Regions from separate parts of the Sus scrofa genome. Here region 1 is linked to region 2. A link is a contact called in public HiChIP or PLAC-seq data. All regions are on one chromosome and are shown on one strand. Each heading gives the region's core, a stretch centred on a gene start, on an enhancer-like site or on the middle of the called end of the contact. The rest is flanking DNA. Distances are from core to core; before and after follow the strand shown. Region 1 holds the start of MIS18BP1 (mis18-binding protein 1). Region 2 holds the start of FKBP3 (FK506 binding protein 3).

Region 1 (6,521 bases), core at 3,003-5,502, 120 kb before region 2:
ATGTAGAACACATGTCTTACTGAGGATTGCAACAAAAAAATTAAAAGCCATTGAAAATAAATTTCTTTTCTTATACACTTTTCTTTTTTGGTCTTTTTGCCTTTTTCCAGGGCCGTTCCTGCGGCATATGGAGTTTCCCAGGCTAGGGATCTAATCAGAGCGGTAGCTGCTGGCCTACACCACAGCCACAGCAACGCCGGATCTTTTAACCCACTGAGCAGGCCGAGGATCGAACCCGAAACCTCATGGTTCCTAGTGGGATTCCTTAACCACTGAGCCATGACAGGAACTCCTCTCATACACTTTTAATTATCCTCTGGTGACAGTCACGGAAATGTGTGATTCTAATCTCTTTTCATGAAAGAGTGTCACGACTCTATGAAGAGTACAGCTACCTGACAGACTCTAACTGCACTTTTTTTTCAGGATCTGTTAAAACCTTTGACCTAAATAAATATTGTTGAGCAAACTGGACAGCCACATGTAAAAGAATGAAAGTGGACCACTATCTTACACTATACACAATTAATTCAAAATAATTAAAGACTTGAACAAACAAGAAACCATAAAACTTCTAAAAGAAAACATAGGCAATAAGCTCCTTGACACTGGTCTTCACAATGATTTTTTGGATTTGACACCAAAAGTGAAGGCAGCAAATGTAAAAATAAACAAACATCAAACTAAAAAGCTTTTTCAGATCAAAGGAAACCATCAATTAAATGAAAAAAAAAAACCTACAGAATGGGAGAAAGTACTTATAAATCATATACTTTATAAAGGGCTAATATCCACAATGTACTAAGAACTCATACAACTCAACAGGAGAACAACAATCTGATGTAAAAATGGGTAGAGAAACTGAAGAGAAATTTTTCCACAGAAGACATACAAATGGCCAAGAGGTATAGGAAAAGGTGCTCAAAAGTACTAATCCTTAGGGAAATGCCAATCAAAACAATGAGCTACTACTTCACACCTGCTAAAATGGCTGTAATTTGAAAAGACAAGAGGAGTTCCCATTGTGATGCAGGGGTAACGAACCCAACTAGTATCCATGATGATACTAGGGGTTCAACAAAAACAAGAGATAACAAGTATTGACAAGTATGTGGAGAAAGAGGAACTCTTGTGTATTTCTGGTAGGAATGTAAATTGGTGGAGCCACTTTAGAAAACTGTATGGAGACTCCTTAAAAAATTAAAAGCAGAACTACCACATGATCCAGAAACTCCACTGCCTGTTTCTAACTAAAGAAAAAAAGGCTAACTTGAAAAGATATCTGTATCTCCATGTTCACTGTGGCATTATCTGTGGGCTTCAAGGCCTTTCCAACAAGATAGACTCAAAGAGAGTCTCGGGATACCAATGTTGCCAGGATAAAATTACCAATTATTGCTCCTTCCACCCCATTACAACTGTTGCAGAGTTCTCCAGCCTCTCCTGAACAATCCTGCCCACTCCTTCCTGCCTCCTACTAGGAAAGGTATTTGGCCCAGTCCTCGCCTGATCCCCATAAGGGCATTAGAGGTAACCAACCAACAAGTGTAGAGTAAGACCTCCTCTTTCCTTTGACCTTGGGCTATAAAAACAGACATGACACCTGCTCAGAGTCAGCTCTCCCTGATTATCAGGAAGTCTTCCCACTGCAAGAGCAGTTTCTTTTCTCAATAAACTTTTCCTTCTTTCACCCCACTCTAAGTCTGAAAACAATTTTTCCATCCCAAGCACAGACCACAATATCATTTTCAATAGCCAAGACATAAAGCCAACCTTTGTGTCCACTGTGGATAAGTGAATAAACAAAGTGTGAGGTATATATAAAATGGAATATTATTCAGCTGTCAAAGAGAAGGAAATCTTGACATTTGCAACAACATGGCTGGGCTGGAGCACATTATGGTCAGCGAAATAAGTCAGAGAAAGGCAAACACTGTATGATCTCACAATACTGAAATCTTAAAAAAAAAAAAAAAAGGAATTGAACTCATAGATAAAGAGAACAGATTGGTGGTTGCCAGAGGTGTGGGTTGAAGGTGGACAAAAGGAAGAGGTGGTCAAAATGCATAAAATTTCAGTTATAAATAAGTTCTAGATGTGTATTGCACAGCATAATGACTATAGTTAAAAATGTTAAATTATATATTGGAAAGTTGCTAAGATGGTAAATCTTAAAAATTATCATCACAAGAAAAACAAAATTGTACCTATGTGCAGTAACAGATGTTAACTAGACATTGTCTAGATATATATATATACATATATATATCAAATCATTATGTTCTATACTTGAAACTAATACATTGTTATATGTCAACTAAAAAAAAAATTAAGCCTTTGAGGCAAGGCATGTTCTTCCCACCTCCAGCATGATGGATTTCAGGGCCTGCCCATTTCTGGTTTCTGCCCACTGCAGACCTCCTCTGATGGGCTACCTCCATACTCCCTATTGCATTAGCCAATTCTTTGTCAATCTGTATTGCAATCTTTGGTTCCTTCCCTCTGCCCAATTCTGCTTCCTACTCCTTTTTTCTTTCACAAATGGCAGATCTGCATCAAAGCCTAAAGATTTACCAGGCCCAATTCTGCTTCCTACTCCTTTTTTCTTTCACAAATGGCAGATCTGCATTAAAGCCTAAGGATTTACTAGACCCAATTCTTTTTCCTCCCCCTTAAACTTTCACAGGCCATATCTCTCAACAAGTCTCTTGTATTCCGAATTCCATCTTACCATCAGCTTCCTGCAGGAGCCAAACTAATACACCTTCATAGCACTTATTACAATTTGTAATAGTATGTTTATATGTTTATGTGCTTGTATACTGTCTCTATTATACAACAATCTTCTTGACAGTCTTTTCTACTGAAGAATCCTCCTCTTAAAAGCCTGTAAAACCTCCCTGTTGATTCCATTTTCAACCTTCCTCTAAGCCCAGAGAGGACAGTAGTATTTGCACAGTTATGCCTTACACTGGGAACACAGAGTGAAAGGAGACAAAAATCCTAATTCAGGGCTACATGTTACAAGTGTAGGATCTTGCAACTTTGGCATTACTGACATTTTAATCTTGATAATTCTTTAAGAATTATCAATAGCTGCCCTGTGCATTATAGGATGTTTAGCAGCATTTCTATCCTCTACTCAATAGCTACAAGGGCCATCCTTCTCAGTCCTGACATTCATATTTCCAGACATTGCCAAATGTCCTCTAGGGGTGCAAAATTATCCCTGGTTGAGAACCACTGGCCTTGATGAAAGAGTATCTTTTTTCTAATTCCCCCCAAAATGCTATATGGTCAAGTAGTGCCCCTACTGGAACTTACCATGGTGCTGGGAATATTCCTCCAAGCTCAGCAGACTCAGATCCCTTGGTAGCAACTCCCACACAACGATTAGAGGAATCGGCTCCTCCAATATCTGTCTTTTGGACCCTAAGTGGGTCTGTATACATTCCCAAGAGTTACAGACTTAGGACAGATTATTCCAGCTGCCTGACTGTGAATATAAGAAGCTCTCCATCCCCAGCAGATATAAACTTAAACGGTCCATCCGAGGCAGCATATCAATGTCCAACGGACAGATGAACATTGTCCCTTGGCCTGTATGCCTTCTCTCTGTACTTTTTTACCCACAAGCTGTTATCCAGGTTTCCTTAGAAAATTATTTGTCATTCTTATGTAAATTCCTGTTGCAGTTCACTCTGGAGCGCACTAGATCCTAGTTACTTCTCACACGAGAAACAGTTAATTTAAAAAATTAAACTGAGTACCTGCCCTTAATATTTCAAGGTTCCTATTTTGACTGAATGTTGTGAGTCATGTCTATCTCTATCATCAGGAATAGAAAACTTTCACATTTCCATTTCAGATGCTTTGAAATATGAATGCCTGTCTCTTTAAAACCCCTCTATCCCACAGAGTTTATTTCATAGATGTCATTAAACACATATTTTTAAGTCTGGCTTTTCCCACAGATCTGGTGCAAATCCATGTCCAGTCAATTTCCCATTATGCTGCAGAAATAGAAACTTCATTTATCTACATGGATTTTCTTAGGTGGGGAATCGTACATGACCTGCTATGCACCACCTAAACTCTAATCAGACTTAAAATCTAGAAGGCTGATCCCCTGGGGAACAATGAGCTGCCTTGGAGACCAGTTAAAGAGTCATTCATCAGACGATGTTCTTTTACAACTGCCCTCTACCCCCCACCCAAAACCATTACTTACATTCCTAAGGAAACTGCCTCCCCCTAACCCTTGAATACTGACCTAGCCCAAGAACAAACCTGTGCTGAAAATAGAAACTACCCCTTTTCCTACATCACTAACTGCTCCCTAAGCAGCGGAGAACCTGAGCTCTCTCCCGACTCCTGGCCAATCTGTTGGTCCATAAAACTGGCTTGAAGTCTCAGAGCTCCAGCCTACTGTCTCTTCTTTGATTTTTCCGCTCTGACAGATTTGCTTTCCTCGTTCTACCCCCCAACTGGTTTCTTTTTTTTCTTTACTTGCAATCATTTTATGCTTTAAATTTACATTTTGGATTCTGAATATTTGGTGAATACAGGATTTAGTGGATACAGACTTTAGAAGAAGGGCTCGCAACCATCTCTTTAAAAAATTAATTCATTACAGCCATTTCAGTCCAGTCTTATCGGACAGATGCGATACATGATTCTAGGATGCTGAGAACTTTTCTTGGATGAAGCAAAAAATAAACTCTCCTGTCCTAAATGCGTACTTGGTGAGGAGGGGGGCGGAGTTCATGGAAAGAAGGTGCAGGATTGGAGCCAGAAGGGATTTAGGGCTGAAAACACTAGTTACTCCTCTGGCTCCTTTTTCTCTGCCAAGACTGAAACAAGGGGCACTACACAATGCTTCCGGCCGGCAACTGCGGCTTGCTGGGGCGCTGAAGCGGGGGATACACAGTGCTCCGCCGTGGCTACGGCACAGCATCACTGGGTGTGGTCTGATACGGCTCGGTCTAACTGCAACTGTAAGGCAAACCAGGGTAGCCGAGATTAAGGCTTTAGGATTCAGTAAGTTTCTTAAAAACAAAGCAAAACAAAAGAAAATTTCCCGGGGGGAATAGCTCAAACTAAGTATCCCATTGCGAGTATAACTTTGCATTTAGTCCATTGTTTCAAGAACAAAACGCTCCTTCTCGGCCTCAAATACCTGACGGCCTGAGAAAACTAAAGGCTCTTAAACGGATTCGGCAAGCAGTTTTCTTTCAGACGGAAGGGAATGCACAACCAAATTCTATCAGCATTCACGCCAGTAGGGGAGGAAGGTAGCCGGGAAGGACCAAAATTAAAAACCCACAGAAGTGCCAGAGCGCGCAGACGACGTCTGACGTAGTCTTCCTGCCGCAGAGCATTTCGGGAGGAACGGCAGAATGCGGGGTTGGCTCCTTCTCTGAAGAGGAAATTAATTTCGAGGACAGCTAGAGGTGCGTGCCCGGTACCCGTGGCAACTTGGGGTTGCCTACGTTTTGTAGAAAGAGCACTGCCCTCGCGGAGCGGGGACCGCCCCACGTTTTCCTGCGTCCCAGAGAGACGCGTGGTGACGCAATTCCTGAGCGCGCCAATCCCTGGTGCCTGGAGGGCAGGCTCTTAAAATTTGAATTGCCAGATAGTTTTGGTGTTAGGGAACCTCAAGGAGGTGGTGAGCGTCACCTGGTGCTCGGCCGCTGCGGCCGACTTGGGCCAGAGGCAGAAGCCGTGGTGTTCCTGCCCGCCCTCTAAGCGAAGTCGAGCCCGGGCCGCCGCCGTCTCTACGGTGCCGGTCTCTTCACCCAAGGTACGGCCTCTTCGCCCCGCTTCTTTCGTCTCCTCTCTCCCGTCCCTTCTGGCACTGTGACTTCCAGCACTTCAGCGTAATGGTCCCACGCAGACTTTTTTTTTTTTTTTTTAATTTTCCCACTGTACAGCAAAGGGATCAAGTTGTTTTTGTACATTTTTGCCTTTGGCAGTGGTATCACAACTGCTCGTTCATTAGGTGTGATTTGTTGCGTTTCTGCTGTAGTTATTACGGAAGTAGACCACTTCCGTTCAGATTCGTTTCGATGGTGAGCGCTCTAAACTTTACTCTAAAATCACTTCTAGAAAAAAAAAAAGTTTCAGATAATTACCAAGTAGAAAAATTGTGTGCGTCACCGTCACTTCCTGATTCTTCACCTTGGAACCTAGGATTCACAAAGCTAAAGAAACAATTGATCCATCCAGCTTATGTTTTCTTTTGATTACATATTAGTTGCAAATACTTACAAATGTTAAATTAAAAAATATTTAGGAAATGGGAGCCCTCTTCATCCTACTTCTCAAAGATAAACTCTGTTTACAATTTGGTCTACTTCCAGTTTTTTTTTTTTCCCCTATGTCTATGTATTTCCCTCTTCCTTTATTTAGGTGTTTATTTATTTATTTATTTCAGAAATTCAGTTACACCTCCTGTTCCTTTTCCTTTTTTAACTTAGTATATCCTAGTTGTTTTCTATGTCAGTGTGTATGTATATTCT
Region 2 (6,540 bases), core at 1,406-3,905:
TTATTTCAGCAGCAGGACAAGCTCCTCTAGAAAGATCATTTACCATGACTTGAGGTGTAAGAAAAAGGACTCTCTTACTGTCCCATATTTCCTTCCTGGTGAAAACCTGAGTAGACCCTGTAAATAAAAGTGACACTTTACATTCTTAACCCCAGACTATTATCTGTAAAATATAAATAATCTGGCCTATTATCAGAATATATTCCTGCTTTGGTAATCTGCTTCTAAAATGATAATTGGACTCTCATTGGAATGCTACATTTTAAAACTTTGTTGTGCTTAAAATGGCAATCTGGCTTTTACCACAACTAAGCCGCCTTTAGGGAATTCCTACAAAATGACAAAATAGTAATTCAAAGAAAAAAAATCCTCAACTGGGAAATCCTTTTGGGGAAGAAATTCAGGAAAACTCACGTTCACTTACTAATGGGGTATACCCACATAATGACTTCAAAATGCTACAGGAATCCTTTGAAGATTGAATAAAGTAACCCTATCCATTAGAGATGGGCTCGCTACAAGAAGATGATGTTTTAAGGGAGAAGACGTAAAATAAGTATATTGTGATCTGGGGGCTGTTTCACATGAATCAGGAATTCCCTTAGTGCTATTGCCAGCAGAATGCGTGCTTTCCCCTGGGTGCCCAGCTCTTAATTTCAAATTAGCCAACTGTTTCTAAGATACCTGTCATTTCGGCCATGTGGGACTGCGGGATACCCATCACCCGGTAGCAAGCTTCGATCTGCTGTGTGACCAAAGGTTTTGTGGGGGCCATGAAAACCACTTTGCCAGAAGGGAACCAGCGGTAGAAATTGTACATGACCACGGCGGCAATAAAGGTCTTTCCCAAGCCGGTGGGCAGACAAACCAGCGTGTTGCAAAACAGAGCGGTCCTGGCGATGTTCAATTGGTAGTCCCGCACTGGGCAATTAGTAGGGTAAATCCACAGGGCGCCCGCGGAGGTGCAGAACCCGCCATTCTCTAGACTTAGCTGCTGCTCTGCTTCGTACACTGCAACCAGCAATACATCATCGTCGGACTCTGGCTGAGCCTCGGCAGCCTCTGCCGCCTCTGTCTCCTGTGCCGCTGTAGAAAACTGCGCGCTGGAGATGCCAGGGCTCTGAGTCCTCCCAGTTCCAGAACTGCAACTCGGAGCCCCGGCGGATCGGGAAACTCTTGAGCCCCACGTCTGGAAAAGCGTTCTTTGCCGTCCGCTCATTAGGCCGACGACCACCGAAGACAGGCCAGCAGCTCTTGCAGCTAAGAGCCTCCGTTCCAACCCCCATCGGTTACCTTCGCGTAAAAAGGAGTAGAACCAGAGGCGGGACTAAGGCCAGTTTATCCAGTTGAAAATGCCGCCACTGAGTCTGCGTGGGGAATATGATTGGCGGGCTTCCCGGAAATCCTGCCGCCCTCTCGGAGACGCAAGCGCTTTATCAAGGAGCTACTATAAATTTGGTCCCCCGGTCAATTTCTTCTCCACTCTAAATTGGGTTCCGTTTTCCTAGATTAGGTGTCTGGGCGTCGTTGCTAAAATGATATAGCTTAAAATGATACAATAAATAACCTTGAGATTCAAAACTGTAGATACTCATATATTTTGAACTTAATGAGCATCTAACGTGCTTGTTGGTTGTATTTCTAAACTGAAAGAAGAGGTGAAAAACAAACGTGTTTAGACAGAATTAAATAACTTGTCTTATTTCTCTATCCAGACAGAGAAAGCAAAATGTCAGTCTCTTTTTCGCAGTATTAGAAGTAGAACCCATTATTTTGACATTTTTATTGTTTAAAAGGAATGAATGGTTTGGCCCTGATATTTGCTGGAAAATCCTAAAGGAAAAAAGCAAGGCGTCCTGATGCTCCACTACATCTTCATAAATTACATAGAGCAATAAGCGTTGGTGTGATATTATTCTACTCTGGAAATAGATTTCTATCTCAGATTTGGTTACAGTTCCCAGCTTTTCCACACGAAACCTGGTGACTTTGAGTAATCTCTGTAGATTTGTTTCCTCGTATATTGAGGAAAAGTGCACATACAATAATGAGGTTGTTTCGCACACCGTTAACGTCACCCTCCTAAACACCAACATCAGCAATCGCCGTCCTTCGTGTAGGTACTTTACATTGCTTTATTTGGTCCAATGTCTGAACTTGCTTTTAGACAAACTATTTATCATGCTTCTGTATTTGTGAGGGGTGAGGGAACAGGTTGTATTCTAGCTTCATTTGTGTGAGTCTCAATAGGGAGGTGGTGGAATATGGGTCGTTCTGATGAGCCAATTTGGGTGTGAATTTCTAGAAGGGAAATAAAATGAGATTAGATGTCTGAGTGCTGATGTTTCTTTTAAACAGGTTATAGACTTTAAAGGCATAGCAGCTCGTCGATAATTAAAAAATATATATGGGTAATGCTTGATACATTTAGGAGATGAATGCTTCCGTTTTCCTGCGTAGTCAGCCGCCGGGGCCACATCAGCTGGTTTTACCCTGGACTCAACAAAGAGGCCCGCAACGTACCGTCTTGACGTCACTCAAAAACTGGCCCCAATCCTGCGGGATAGCGCAATGACCCCGCCCCCTAGAGCTTCCTGCGGGGTCCGCGCCACGCCCAGGGGGCGGGGCGATGCCGAACCCAGGCGGGCTGGCTCAGTAAAGCAGAGGCAGCGGGGGAAGATGGCGGCCGCCGTTCCACAGCGGGCTTGGACCGTGGAGCAGCTGCGCAGCGAGCAGCTACCCAAGAAGGACATTATCAAGTTTCTGCAGGATCACGGTTCAGATTCGGTACCAGAGGCAGCGGGGCGGCCGGGCTGGTGCGGCCGGAGGGATACTTCGCCCCCCCATAGATGCCTATACTTGCCGTATTCCTCCGTGCCCCCGCCCTCTCTCTCCCGCGGCCTGTGCCTGCAAGGCCGGAGAGGCCCCGCGTGCGCTCCGGAGCCACGCTCCCGCCCCTCGGGCAGGCAGTTCTTTGGCGGGTGGAGCAGCAGCATTTCTTGGGGCTCGCAGCCATCGCAGAATTAGAATCTCACTCAAATTGAGTGAGGGTGGAGGTCATGAGAGGAAAAAAAAAAAAAAAAAAAAGAACCCTGGAAATATTGGGGGCTCAAGCGGGGGACAGAGGATTGGAGGCTTGGATGAGATCCCTGGAGGGGAGTGTGGGCTGTTAGGGAGATGAGAAGGGATGTGAAGATTTCGGTAGCAACGATGTGTGCGATTTGCTTTTCTCATCAGTTACCAAATACTGATCACTAATCATGCATGCGATTTTTTTTTTAATATCGACCCTTTAAATAACCTTTTTACCTTTATATTTAGGGAAGTCACATGAGTATTCCATGTACAGTGATCTCGCATTCTTATAAAGCAACTAAGAAATCTATTTGGCACTCTTCATACTTATACGCCCTGCATTTTTCAGCAGTCTCCATTTTAATCACCCTCTGTAGTCACAAGTTATTTTTGTCAGACTTGAATTTTTTTCCCTTCGGAAATTAAGATCATTCATACCTCTCCTAAATTGCTGAACAGTTTGTGTGCGTGCATTATCGCCCACGTATGGGGAATAGAAGCAGCAGTCTATATATGGTTTCTCGACAATTTTTAACTGAATTTCTAAACTTGCATTTAGAAAAATTGCTTCTGGGCTCTTTTGAGAAGCTTGTAGTTTATTTTCATTTTGCACATTAGTAGTTTATTTTCATTTTGCACGTTCTTGAACGGGAGGTGTAATTATTTTCCCTCTTCCAGTATCATGCTCCTTTATTATCCTGATAGCAAGAATTATTGGCTCAGTGTTTGTGGATACAAGGATGAAAATGACATTTTATACCATTTTGGTGGAAATATTTTCTCTTAAGCCAGTTTATATTTCATTGAAGCAAGAGATTTATTGTTTATTAACAAGTAATGCCTCAGTACTGAACTATATTCATCAAATTCTTAGAAAACAGATCATCCCAAAGTGGGAATATGTAAAACTGGCCCACCTTGGACAATTTCAAGAGATTTGGATTATCTAAATATTTTTATGACATACTAATCTTTTAAGTGCGTACCCTACAGTGTTCATTTACATACTTAAACTTATTTGACAATCACTATTGTATTGCTCATAAGATATCAAGGGGATAAATGTTTATATTTTGGATATTTTTCAGAAAGCTTGCTAATAAAGAAAGCTTGCTAATCACAGCAGTGCTAAAGCAACTGATTACTTCTGTTTAATCAAAATAGCCTTTCCCATGAGCCTTTATCATTTAGAACATTTTTCTAAGAGAAAGAAAAAGAAAAATTCAATAGTGATAGTGTTGGGAAAAGTGCTTTGTTGGAAAGTTAGAAGATGCCAGAGGACATCATTGAGAAAGTTAACAAAAAAAGGAATCAAGCAAGGAAGGAAGCAGAATAAAGTAAGGGAAGCAGAGTTCAAAGAAGTTATGAAAATCCCCACGTACATGATTTTGATAATTTGATATTTCAGTAGTAGTATTTTGGTGTATATTTGACAACTTATAGTCTTATATTTGAGAGAAATGGAATTTGGCTGTTAGTTTCAGTTATTAAATACATTATTTTATTAAATAGGTAGTACTGAGTTCTTACTATGTGACTGGAAATAGATATCCTTACAGGAAGCCTCTGACATATAATGCTATTATTAACCTTCCACTGTGATGGAGAAACTGAGTCTTTAGGAAAACTTGAACACTATATATATCCAACACTGTGTAACAGTGCTTCCAGATGTGCCAAGAATGGGTTACAGATATGTTAAGATATCTATACCCAACATGGCTGGAAGATCCCTGGCCATGGGCCAAGTAACATCTTGCCAGGAGCAGCTTTGCCCAGTTACCAAAGTGTGTTTGCCAATAAGTGGGCTTTTCTGTGAGTTCCTAGATGGAAAAAGGGTTAGTACATGCCAGTGTATGTTATTTATTATTTCTTATAAATAATCAGTATTTTTTAATCTTCCTTAAATCTTATTTTCATTATGGAAAATGAATTTATAAAATAAATATTTCACTATATATATTATATATATAATGAAATATAAAATACATTTCATTTATCATTAGTAGTATGATTGAAAACAAAATTGCTGAAATAAAAGTTCATTTTCTAATTGTAGACCATTTCTTACATGAGGGAATTATTTTGACTAACCAGTTTTTTGTCTTTATAGTTTCTTGCAGAGCATAAGTTATTAGGAAACATTAAAAATGTGGCCAAGACAGCTAACAAGGACCATTTGGTGACAGCTTATAACCATCTTTTTGAAAGCAAGGTGAGTATTGTTACTTTTTTTTTTGCTTTTTAGTGCCACACCCTCGGCCTATGGAGGTTTCCAGGCTAGGAGTCTAATCAGAGCTACAGCTGCTGGCCTATGCCACAGGCACAGCCATGCAGGATCTGAGCCGCGTCTGCGACCTACACCACAGCTCATGGCAACGCTGGATCCTTAGCCCACTGAGCGAGGCCAGGGATCAAACCCGAAACCTCATGGTTCCTAGTCCGATTCGTTTCTACTGCACCACAACGGGAAATATTGTTACATTTTATTACAGAATATCATTTTAGATATTTTATTCCCCAAAAGAAGTTTGTAAGTGCATTTATTTGCAGAATATGTTGATGTTTCTCCTGTACTTTTTCTTAATTATGATCATAAAAGGACTGATTCCCAAATGTAGCAAACCAGTCTGCAGTATGGCAGGATGTTTTGATATTTTGGAAGGGAACAGATTTTTAAAAATTATTCCCTAGTTGCTTAAATTAGGACACTGAAAAGTTTTAAATTCAAAGTAAGTTGCATTTCACTAATAAATTTAGTCTTCGTCAGGCCTAGACTGAGCCTTTAGAAAAGCAAATTTTAAAGACTTGATTGAATACTTTTCATTTCTCTTGAGTTTGACTTGGTCTTTCTAAAAATTATGGTTCACATTTCAGAATTTATTTTGTGAGACAATTTGAGATTCATAATTTGTTGATTAAAATGCTTAACATGGAGTTCCCTTCATGGCTCACCAGTTAACAAACCCAACTAGAATCCATGAAGATGCAGGTTTCATCCCTGGCCCCGCTCAGTGGGCTAAGGATCTGGCATCACCATGAACTGTGTTTTAGGTCCCAGATGCAGCTCAGGTCCCATGTTGCTGTAGCTGTGGCATAGGCCAGTGGCTGTAGCTCTGATTCCACCTGTAGCTAGGAACTTCTGTGTGCCACAGGTGCAGCCCTAAAAAGCAAATAAAATAAAATGCTTAACATGGAGTTCCTTTGTGGTGCAGCAGATTAAGGATCCAGCATTGCCACTGTAGCAGCTTGGGTCATGGGTTCAATCCCTGGCCTGGGAACTTCCATGTGCCATAGGTGTGAACAAAAATAATAATAAAATAAAATAAAATCAACTTGATCTTAAAAAAAAGCTTAACATAAGATTCTTTCTTTGTTCTTGAATATGTTAAACATTAAACCATTTTCCTTTCAGCGTTTCAAGGGTACTGAAAGTATAACTAAAGTGTCTGAACAGGTGAAAAA

Evidence for each region. HiChIP or PLAC-seq counts read pairs in DNA pulled down with a chosen protein or histone mark.
Region 1: an H3K27ac HiChIP or PLAC-seq map of alveolar macrophages shows a contact between it and region 2. The contact joins the promoter of MIS18BP1 here to the promoter of FKBP3 in region 2. A contact is called at or near these places in 1 of 5 promoter capture datasets (liver), 10 of 47 Hi-C or Micro-C datasets (embryonic fibroblasts, fetal heart ventricle, heart right ventricle and 5 more) and 2 of 2 datasets of contacts at active chromatin or transcription factors (alveolar macrophages and skeletal muscle).

Annotation. Positions count from the first base shown.
Region 1 is chr1:175,447,130-175,453,650 of Sscrofa11.1, reverse strand. It overlaps MIS18BP1 (mis18-binding protein 1), which reads left to right and starts at 4,252. Exons shown (of 14, transcript XM_021101228.1): 1 at 4,252-5,453.
Region 2 is chr1:175,328,820-175,335,359 of Sscrofa11.1, reverse strand. It overlaps FKBP3 (FK506 binding protein 3), which reads left to right and starts at 2,655. Exons shown (of 7, transcript NM_001244157.2): 1 at 2,655-2,787; 2 at 5,189-5,290; 3 at 6,491-6,540. The coding sequence starts at 2,680. It overlaps FANCM (Fanconi anemia group M protein), which reads right to left and starts at 1,395. Exons shown (of 23, transcript XM_003480459.4): 1 at 685-1,395; 2 at 1-117. The coding sequence starts at 1,219.